2 separate regions of the Rattus norvegicus genome follow, and region 1 is linked to region 2. Evidence: chromatin contacts called from public Hi-C data. All regions are on one chromosome and are shown on one strand. The core of a region is the stretch at or near the end of the contact, and the rest is flanking DNA. Distances in the headings are between cores, read along the strand shown. Region 1 has its middle 80 kb from the start of Nrip1. Region 2 holds the start of Nrip1 (nuclear receptor interacting protein 1).

Region 1 (4,892 bases), core at 2,027-4,526, 79 kb before region 2:
TTTTAAATGTCAGGTTGCCAATAGTAACCTGCAGTCACTTGTTTGTAACCTCTTGCACATTTTTAGGGTAAGAAACACATTAACAGGTTTTTTTCCATTTGCTCTCTATTTTGCAACTCATTGCTAGTATTAACCTTAGAGAAAGATAACGTTGGAGAATAGGGATCTGAGTGGCTATGATTTTGACCCAGCAAGAGATAATAGAGATACCAGCTCAGGCGTCATTAATATACACAGACTCTGATTTTAGACTATGACAGAAATATTTCGGCAATCTCTACAGGAAAGAGAATTGAAGAGACAAGCTGGATGTGGAGACAAACCTCAGAGGGCTGGTGATGTTTCTGGTTTACAGTGTGTTAGTGAAGCTGTTATTAGAGATAACATGAGCATCTCTATCGTGGGAGAATGAGGCACACAGTATCATGTCTAAGTAAGGAAAAAAGCAGGGTTTCAGGAGCAGATACAGTGTCTCTGGGTTATAAAATTGGACACCATGAGAAGAAAATCAACATCTGGGAAAGGAAGAGAGAGGGGGAGGAGAGGGAGAGGGAGAGGGAGAGGGAGAGGGAGAGGGAGAGGGAGAGGGAGAGGGAGAGGGAGAGGGGGAGGGAAGGAGGGGGAAGGGAGGGAGGCAGGGAAGGAGGAAGGGAGAGGAAGGGAGGAAGGGAGGAAGGGAGGAAGGGAGGAAGGGGAAGAAAGTTGCAGCCAAATGCCTTGATTAGGGCATCCTTTTTTTCAAAGTCCAGGCAAGAGCTACCCTCACACTCCAGCATGTATTTCAGGGATGAGAAAAGGCATGTTCTTGTGTAGGTGGTTCAGAGAACAGAGGTCAGTGCACGGTAAGTTAAGCATACGTCTTGTTCAGTTTGTTCAGGCCTCCCTCTCCATCACCCGGGATGAAGGACAGTAGTTCACACCACCCACAGCTCCGCACTTGTTTCTTGCCTCTCCTCATCAGCTATTTACAGTCGCTGGTCTTGGTTTCTAGCCGCCATGGCCCTGGTCTGAAGTACCAGCCATCTCTCAGAGACTCCCTTCCTTCTCTCTATTAAAGCTCTGAAACAAAAATCCTGTTGCCTGCTTTTCTAAGAATATGGTTCTTTCCTCTCCTGGCCAAAATATCCCAACGTCTGTGTGGATTTCCGGTTCTCTGAACTCTTACCTGACATGCTCTCTCCGGTCACATTTCCCCAGTTCATGTCCTTGCTTTCTTTTCAGGCTGTGTGGCTTCAGACAAGTGTCTTAACCACCCTGAGTTTGAGTGTGGTTATCTATGAAATGGAGACAGCATTGACCCCTCCTGATGTCATTGTGTGGATTAAAGGCTTTCACCTAGATCTCTGACACTCAGTCACGACTCTTGCTCTTACCTACCCATGTGCATATGACATGTGGCTCTGCTGTCACTAGTTATATGCATTGTCACCTTTTCCTTCTACTATAGCCCAAGCATTATGAGGACAAAGACCAGGATGTGGATGAATTTATATACATGCTTTCTTGATGGCACACGGGGTAGTCCAAGTAATAACTAGGACCTGACATTTATACTGACAAATATACACATATACAAATATACACACAAATATAAATGGTATTGTATATGTCATGTACATATGTGTGTCTGTGAACATCATTAACTAAAAACTCAGTAACTGAAATATGTCTTTCTCATTTGTAAATATACACATATATACCTATCATAGGAATGAAACCTATTGATGATTTTCAAACCATACCCTAATAAAAACAAAAATATGGAATGAAAGAAATCTTTTCCCAAGTGGAAAACAAGTAGAATTTTAGATTCTAAGCCCTGTGGGAGACTGGGGTGTCAACCCATGGGTATGACTCCTTTTTGAGGTAAAATATTAATCCAGTCTATCACTGGAAAGAGCAGCGCCCTATTCGACCCACTGGGCAGCTAAGCTAAAATCTTGCCCTCCCAGCACCTGTGGCCAGGAGATGGAGCATGAATCACAAGGGCCTGGCGAGAGGCCAGTGTGGAGTCACGCCGGTTCTCTGAACTCTTACCTGACATGCTCTCTCCCGTCACATTTCCCCAGTAGCCTGCCTCTCATGTTTTATTTTAACTCAGCCCACTGTCATAAAATTGAACAGTGAATAAGAACTGCATTAATTTTAAGAAAGTTGGTGTCAAGACAGCAGAGGCTAAGGAAGGACGAGGGAGAGGATGGATAAAGAAGTCGGTCGGGTGGTTCCTGCTTCCTGCTGTATTAACACGGCTCCCCGGCTGGTTGCTAAGTTCTCTGTTTCTTCACCTGCAAAATGGGAATAGGGATTAATGTTTCACCAACTTTCTGAAACTCTTCCAAGGATCAGGGCAACTCACGGAAAGTATTCGACGGAGCATTTCTCTGGAGTTCTTCAGAGGATGGCCATAAACAACGACGGCTCTAATAAACGAGCGTTCATCTACTGTCATCGATGGAAAAATTAGCTCTTGTTTTGATTCTTGCGACTTTCATAGAATATGTTTTGATTTTCCTTTCTTTCTTCCAACTCTTCCCATCTCTTCCCCCATCTCTCTGTCCATCCAGCTTCATATTCTTTCTAAATATGAAGTCCAATTTGTGTTGGCCAACTACGCCCCTTCCCCCCTCCCCGTGCAGGCCCTGCCCTGGAGTGTGGTTGATACGCCCAGGATCCATGCACTAAAGAAACTGGTTTTTCTTCTCCACACAGTTAACAGTTGCAAGTAACTTCGAGGTTGGGGGAGGGGTGGGGGTGGGGGATAGGAATGGTGGGGGTAGGGGGTGGGATTTCCTGCCCACTTCCCATTCTCCATGTTGGGATTTTGTCAGGTTTGAATTTGTGCACTCTGTCAGTCTCTGAGAGTTCATATCTTAGTTGAATTTTAAAGAACTAATCTAGCATTTACGGGACTGTACATGATTAAAGAATGAATTATTTGAGCCATTTTGAAATTATTCAGGCAAGTCCTTAACTTCAAAGGACCTCCAGTTTATACATCCACTTGGAACATAGTTCTTCCTTAGAAATAGATTTTCTTATCCTTTCACGTGCCCGTATATCCTCAAGAGACTACTGTTAGAGACCATTTAAGCTTCCTTTTAAAGAACAAACACAAGAAGCCAGGAAAAATAATCTGTCAGTTGCTTGTAATAATCGTCTTAAATGAGCAGTATTGTGGCTTACGGAAAAACTGGCCCAAGCTAGACAAAAGGCAGCCAGCCGAGCCACAGACGCTGAACTCTGACCCCTGGCTGGACCTTGCACTGGGCAGCCTAGTAACAGGAAGGCAACAAGACACACTTTGAACCAGAGGTTCTAAGGCTGCTGTGGGGTTAGAGTGAGGGTGACAGCTTCACTTTGCAGTCTGAACTTTGTACCTAGACACAGGGGCATTTAATCTCCATAACAGCCACTTTGTTTCATTACTTATTAACAGATCCTCCTTGAGTGAAGCTCTTTGATAGGGGAGCTTTAAAAACCGATCCCTCTCTCCTCTTTATTACTGCTGTGGGGGTGGGCATCTGTGCCTATTGGTGCTTATTTGAACCCCTTCCTTCATGAGCTTGCCTTTCTGTGGGAAGGGCTTCTCTTCAAAACTGGCCCTTGTTGAGGCAAAGCAGTGCCTATGTTTGCCCTAAGAGAAAGGAACGAAAAAGGCTGGGCTATGTGTCGTTAAATGTCACACAAGGAAATGCCTGCTGCCACCCCACCTCTCCCCACCAAGTCAGCTGTTCCGTTTTTTGTTCCTCTTGCTAATTCTCTTTCCCATCCCCCTCTCCCCCTCTTCTCCTGACTTCTTTCTTTGCATCCAGCCTTACAGTGACATCAGAGTCAACAGTAGTGACCCCTGGACCCGTCCATCACTCTCCAGGCTGAAATAACCTAGACAGGTTTCTTTGCAATTGGGAGTCAAAGCAATTTAAGGACACATTCAAGCATTCTCCTTCTCAAATAAACACACTGTCCTTAGATGTCCAGTAACTGATCCTCCGTGTGTCTGAAAGTTTAGTTATTTAAAGAAAGTGGCAAGATTCTAGAAAAGAGAACCCGTAAAACAGTATTAGCATTCATGGAAATTCCGAGTTCAACTCGTAAGCCAGTGCCAGTTAAACCACTGTTCGAATTACTAAATCATGTTCCATATCGATTAGTAAATATGCTTTGTCTTCTGGACCCCATGAAGTCATGAGTATTTAGTAATTAACAAAGACCAAATGAACTCCCCCTGAAGCTTCCCTTGAGAGTCTGGGACCACCAAGGATTTAACCTTGCAATGCTCAGCACTATGTGTTTAAGGAGTAGTCGAAATTAGTTCAGAGGCTAATTCATCCTCTTCTCATTTTCTACCCTGTTTTAAAAAATGCCCCCATGTCTAGCTCTCATTCAACAAGGGGTCAGCTCTGGAGCCACCCTCTGTCTGGGCACCATGCCGCAATCCTTTGATTCTCCCTCCGCCTTCCGTAATCCCAGGCACAGGAAAACCTCCAGGCTCGCCCCACCGAGTGGCTTAATGCTAAAGATGCTAACACTGTTTCTCTTACTTTTCTTCCGTTTGCCCTTTTCTTAACTTTCTCAATGACATACTTTCCAAACTCATTGTTGGTGCCCAAAGATACAGCACAGGAAGGGCCAAGGGTGTAGCTAAAGAACTTGGCTATCATGTGTGACGATCTGGGTTCCAATCCAAAAAGACAAGAGAATAAAAAAAGATGTACAATGTTCATGCTCACTGCTTTTCCTCTCCCCTGCTATATAGAGTTTTGCTAGCTTTCATGACAAGCACATTCAATCTGACCTTTATCTAAAGGTTATGATTTGGGTCTGAGGTATTTTCTAGGGCCGTGGGGCTAGAAGCTTGGTTGCGTCCTAATAGTATTGTTGTAAGGCGGTAA
Region 2 (5,237 bases), core at 648-3,147:
GTTACAATCATTCTGGTCATTTAATTTGTAATCATTTGCTTTGTGTCAATCCGGGATATATGCTGTCCAAAAGATAATGGTGCCTGGGACAAGTGCTGCCTTTACTAGTTTGCTTTAAGCAGATTTTGAACAGTGGGAAATGCACGTGCTATGCTGTTACATGAGATTTACACATTAGATGAAAACAGATTGCAGAGGTGAATCTCTAGGAGAAGAGAGAGTATTTTAATATGTACTATCAGCATTAAGCAAAAATACTTCTAGCATGCGCTCAGGACTGAGCTAGGGTATAGCTTTATGAAGAATTAATTTGAAAAATTGCCTTTACTTTAAAGATTGGGAACATACTCCAGACCCTGCTCATTTGAAAAATCGGAAAAATAGCTATAGAGCTATTATATAACAGTAAAGAACACAGTGGGGTCCCTTGGATAATTTTTGGTTTCGGTGTACATCAATAACTGCTTCCGAAGGCTACCGAAATTCCTAAGAATATGAAAACGTGTGTATGAGAGTAGACAGCTTCATCCACAAAATTGTCTTAGTCAGTAAGTATTTTAACACAGGCATAGCACTTCAGAGTTTAGGGTGAACCAAAGATGTACTTTAGAGTGGTTTTTTTGTTTTTTTTGTTTTTGTTTTTGTTTTTTTTTATGTCAAGCGAAAACAACTTCTGCAAATGATTCTTTTCATGGCAAGATGCTAGAGTCAAAAACAAACGTGACATCTGGGGTAGGGGGAGCGTTAAAAGGAGGCTTCACAAGTAACATATGAAGGGAGTAGAGAGAATAGGATTTTAAAGCAGAAAACACAAGGAGAGGAAGAGATCACGGTTTCGTCTTTTTCTCTCCTCCCTCCACTTTCTAGCCTCACCAATCTGTTAGCCCCCCTCAAATTCAGAGGCGGGTTCAGCAAGACCAGGCTGCAGGAAACCCAGGTTTCGCTGCACTGCCACCCTGGCTCCGTGATGTAATTGTTATTTATTGAGACTCTGAACCCAGCAGAGCTGCTTAAAGAAGTGCCAGCCCATCTTCTAGTCCTGTTGGGTCAGATCCTTCCTGGGGGTGGTGCAGATTGGCGGGCAGACCCTACTGGAGACTTCGCAGTGACAAAGCAGCAGAAGATAAACCAGGTTCCTGGGTCCTGCGTCCGTCTAGGGAGCTGAGCTGTGCACTCCTCAGGTCTCCTTCCCAGTTTTCCGCTTGCAATCATGCCATATTTATTACTGGGTCCTACTAGGTGCTGAGGATGGGGTCAAAATGACCTAGAGTTATAGCGCCGTGGCTTCCGGAATTTAAGCGGGACACAGATTTCAAGGAGGTGGAAAATTGAGGGTGGGTAAAGGGCTCCAAGAGAACGCGTATTTGTGGGTTGAAACGGGAGAAAGGGAGACATTTAAGGTGCCAGCCCTTAGGTGGGGAACCTGGGGTAGGGTTAAGGCGCCCCGACTCCCCTTTGGTGCCCCCAGCGTTTGCCCCCGCAAGGGTGACATGGGCTATCGCCTGGCCCCTAGCGGGGAATCTGTCCAGGCGGCTGGCTGGACGCGGCTGGGAAGCCAGGGCGCCGGCTCGGGGAGCAAAGCACCCCCCTTCTCCGGTTCAACCGCGTCCTCCCTCTGCCTTCAAGGCCGCTCAGACCCGGACCCCCACCCGGAGCACCGGCGAGAAGGCCTGCAGACGCCGGGTGGGCTCCCGGGCTCCGGCAAGCCGCCGGGTGCGCGCTCCGCCCGGGTGACAATGGGAGGGAGGGGCAGAAAAGGGTTAAGAAACTTGGCTGAAGAGCTGAATGGCGTGGAGCAGCGAGGGGAGGGACCCGGCCGCCGCGAAGTCGGCGGCGGAGGGAGGAGCGCGGCTGCGGCGGGCGGGCGGCGAGCGAGGCGCTCAAAGTCAGCCTCGCAGACATTGCAGCAGAGCCCCGAACTCGGGAGGCGACGGCGACCGCGGCGCAGGCGGAGGACGAGCCGGCCCCAGCCCGCCGGTGCGCAGCGCCCGTGGCCTCGCGCGGCCGCAGGGCACGGCTAACCTGGGAAGGAGGGAGCGACGCGGATCGGCGGCCCGGAGCCGCGGCGGCCTCGGTGAGTGGCGATCGCGGCCCGGGCTCCGTGCGGAGCTCGCTGAGCGGACGCCGAGCCGCCCGGGCACGGCCTGGGTGCGCGGCCCGTGGAGGCGGCGGAGGCCGGGGGAGGCCCGCGGGGGGCTCCAGGGACACGGATCCCGGGGACAGCGCGCCGCCGCGCCCCTCTCCGGCTCTCCCCGGGAACTCGCGGGCCCGGCCGGCGCAGCCGCCAAGTTGTGGAGTTCCCAGCCGCGGGCTCGTCCGTGCCAGCCTTGGCGCGAGGGGCGCAGCCGCCCTGGGTGTAATGCGCCGGGACCCACGCGGGTGGCCGGATCGCGGGGCCCGGGTCGAGCTCGCCCGCCCGCCCGGCTGCCCCCGTTGGCCCCGAGCCCCGGGCGCTGGCTGCAGCCCCGCTCGGTCCTGCCGCCCAGCGGTGCTCGCGGTGGCGCCCGCGCAGCTCCCCGCCTATCGCCGGTTTCTCCCTTGCGCGGTGCTCGCCGATTCCCGGCCGGGAAAAGTGACTCGGAGAAGGGACAGCGCTGAGCCCCAGGCCCGGCCTGCTGGGCACGAGCTCCCCGCCTGCCGAGGAGGGCGAGGCCCCTTGCACCCGAGGCCTCAGCCCAGTTCCCCCAGCATCCGAGAGGGGTTCACTCGGGTGAGCCTGGTGAAGTCCTGAGAGACTGCTCTTCTCTCTGGTGCCACTGTCCTCCTTACTACTATTGTTGCTAGAAGAAACCCTCTTCCGCGGAAACATTCCCCTAGACCCTCCCATCCTTCCCAAAGTAGTTTCCAAATTTTAATCAGGAGTTGATATTCAGACGGAAGGAACAAAGGAATCCACTGTGTTTAAAAGGCGGACAGGCAGTGAGTCTGACACATGTTGATCTCTGAGGCATTCCACGAGTTTCTACCTTCCATCATGTCAGAAATTTAATTGGATTCTGGCGGTCGCAAACGAAGTATGAAACGTTAGGTAATTTTACGTTAAAATACTTTACTTTTTTAAATTAATGGATCATTTTAGTTAGAGGGAAGTCCGGACATTGTTAGGTGCAAGAACTTTTAACTCTTTTTTTTTTGATGGCACCAGGCTGGAGTTTGTCTGCTCTTGTAACTGATTGTGACACTGAGCGAAAACAGTGTTTTTAGAGAAAGAGAGACAGTCTAAAAGTAAAACAAGATTGGAGTGTCTGTGTGTCTGTCTGTCTGTGTGTATGCTTAAACGATGTGTAGTCTATCTCTTGGGTTTTGTAAAGCAGGGACTTCGGTAATTCATTCTTTAGAGTTATGAATTACATTGAACCCGCTTATTAGTGAATCATGGGTTTAGCAAGTGGGCGGCATCTTCCAGATGCAATTATCCAGTGTTTAATCATCAGGTTGCCACCTTTGTCTAAGAGACGGAGTCGACTTTTTAAGCAAACGGTGGGTGCTTCACATGCATGGCCCCTAAGAGTGGCTGCAGCCTGGGAAAATGTTGAAATCTTCCCCTTCCAAGTGAGTTGCCCTGGTTTGGCCCAGCAGTTTGTCCATAGGGTTTAATTGATCCAACAGGAACTTTCTGTGTAGGACTTAGTAGAGACAAAGGAGAGTCAGTCATGCCGCAGGCAATACCTGCAAACTGGAGCCTCACCCCAGCCTGTTCTATACTGTACTGGGAAGACTCCACACTTAAAGTACAAGGAGCGAGAAGAAAATATCCTTAAAAAGTATACTTCAAAACTCTAAGGAGGGCTTCGGTTGCTGCTTATATACAGGTAGTTGAAAACCAGCTTTCATGCCTACGAGAAGACTTAGAAATCTGAGTTTCCAAACTTTGCAGAACTTGGATTTTTGTAATTGAGATACCTGAAAATAATTGTGGGTTAGCAATGGAGAAATGTTTGTGGATGAGGCCAGGGCTCCTCTGACTCCTCCAGTTTTAAGAGCAAAACGTTGTGATTAAAAAAATAACCTATACCACCACCTAGAGTCTGTTTGTTAGTTTATTGCTCTTGGAGTTTGCTTACATTGACGTGTCCCTCGTGGTTACTGTATAGTCAAAACAAGATTAAGGAATTCAGGCTTTTCAGAGGCCATCCAGGAGAACACTTATTTAAGTAATGCATAGCAAGTGCCAATTTAAATTATCCACGACACTTTCAGAACCGAAAATTATGACATATCAACTCAAGTGGGCCAGTCTCCGAAAGATACTAATTCAAAAGAAAAAAAATTTAAAGACAGCTTCTTTTAGCTTGTGCTCCAAGGTGGCCCTGAGTGCAAAAAGATTTCCTGTGATACGAGAGATTCAAGAAATGTGACAAAATAAGTGTTCTCGGTGCCTTTTGAGGTTTTTTTTTGGGGGGGGGAGGGCGACAAAAGCGATGACAAAAGTATAGAGAGAGGGATGTTGCCATTACCAACATTTTAAACACTGAGAAGGTTAGAGAGACGGTAGACCGTCTTGGAAGCTGGGATAAGGTGTTTGGGAATACAGTCAGTGAAACAGTGATAACCTGTCCTACTGGAGGTTTGTGAGTGGCAAAGCAGTCTGTTAAACAGGAGGCCTGAGGGCGGCAGCCTCTACCCTTCTGCTTATCACATTGTCCGAGGAGGAAGTAACGCTCCTCCTCTAACCGTCTAGCCTGAAAGATGGCCTCCAAGATCTTTAATTAAATATCAGTCGAACAGAGAGAACTAGAGCACTGCCTTAATTCTGTCAGACATCACTATTTTAGAACATTGAGGACAACTAAAAATGAATTAACTCATATCTGAAAGCAGAGTTTTGAGGAAGGTGACAGATGAGGCAAAATATGTCAGTCAGTCTAATGGAACACATAGGGAGATCAGGATAGATATGCCCTCCTTGGCTCTCTAGACAGTTGAGAGAAAAGGAGATTATTATTAATCACATGCGTTTCATCGCAAAGCAGCAGCAGCAGATCATGACACGGAGATCTTTTTGAATCAGTGTGGCTTAGGACCTAGGAGGTTAAAGGTGTTAGATTTTTCTTTTTTTTTCTTTTTCTTTTGGTAAGTCTGAAGATGGCAAGCCACTCCCGTCTTTCTAGACCAGCAATAACACTTTGATGTATGAAGTTAAAAGATCACTCAGCTAAAAATACGTTTAAGGCATTTAAATTTTAATCAGGAAAAAAAAATTGCTCATTTTAAACTGCGACGAGTCGAGTCCCTTT

What was found. A called contact is a pair of places that touch in the nucleus more often than the background predicts.
Region 1: a contact with region 2 is called in a Hi-C map of liver, with 4 times the contacts expected there. The contact joins the enhancer-like site here to the promoter of Nrip1 in region 2. A contact is called at or near these places in 5 of 12 Hi-C or Micro-C datasets (Schwann cells, kidney and liver).

Annotation. Positions count from the first base shown.
Region 1 is chr11:28,543,470-28,548,361 of GRCr8, reverse strand. No RefSeq gene overlaps it. Among named protein-coding and RNA genes, the nearest start is that of Nrip1, 80 kb to the right of the region's middle. Within about 2 kb of position 3,276, at least 10 of the 93 cell types and tissues checked have an H3K27ac peak or open chromatin away from gene starts, as enhancers often do. A contact at or near this core is called in Schwann cells, kidney and liver, where this site is marked.
Region 2 is chr11:28,463,072-28,468,308 of GRCr8, reverse strand. It overlaps Nrip1 (nuclear receptor interacting protein 1), which reads left to right and starts at 1,897. Exons shown (of 4, transcript NM_001100560.2): 1 at 1,897-2,074.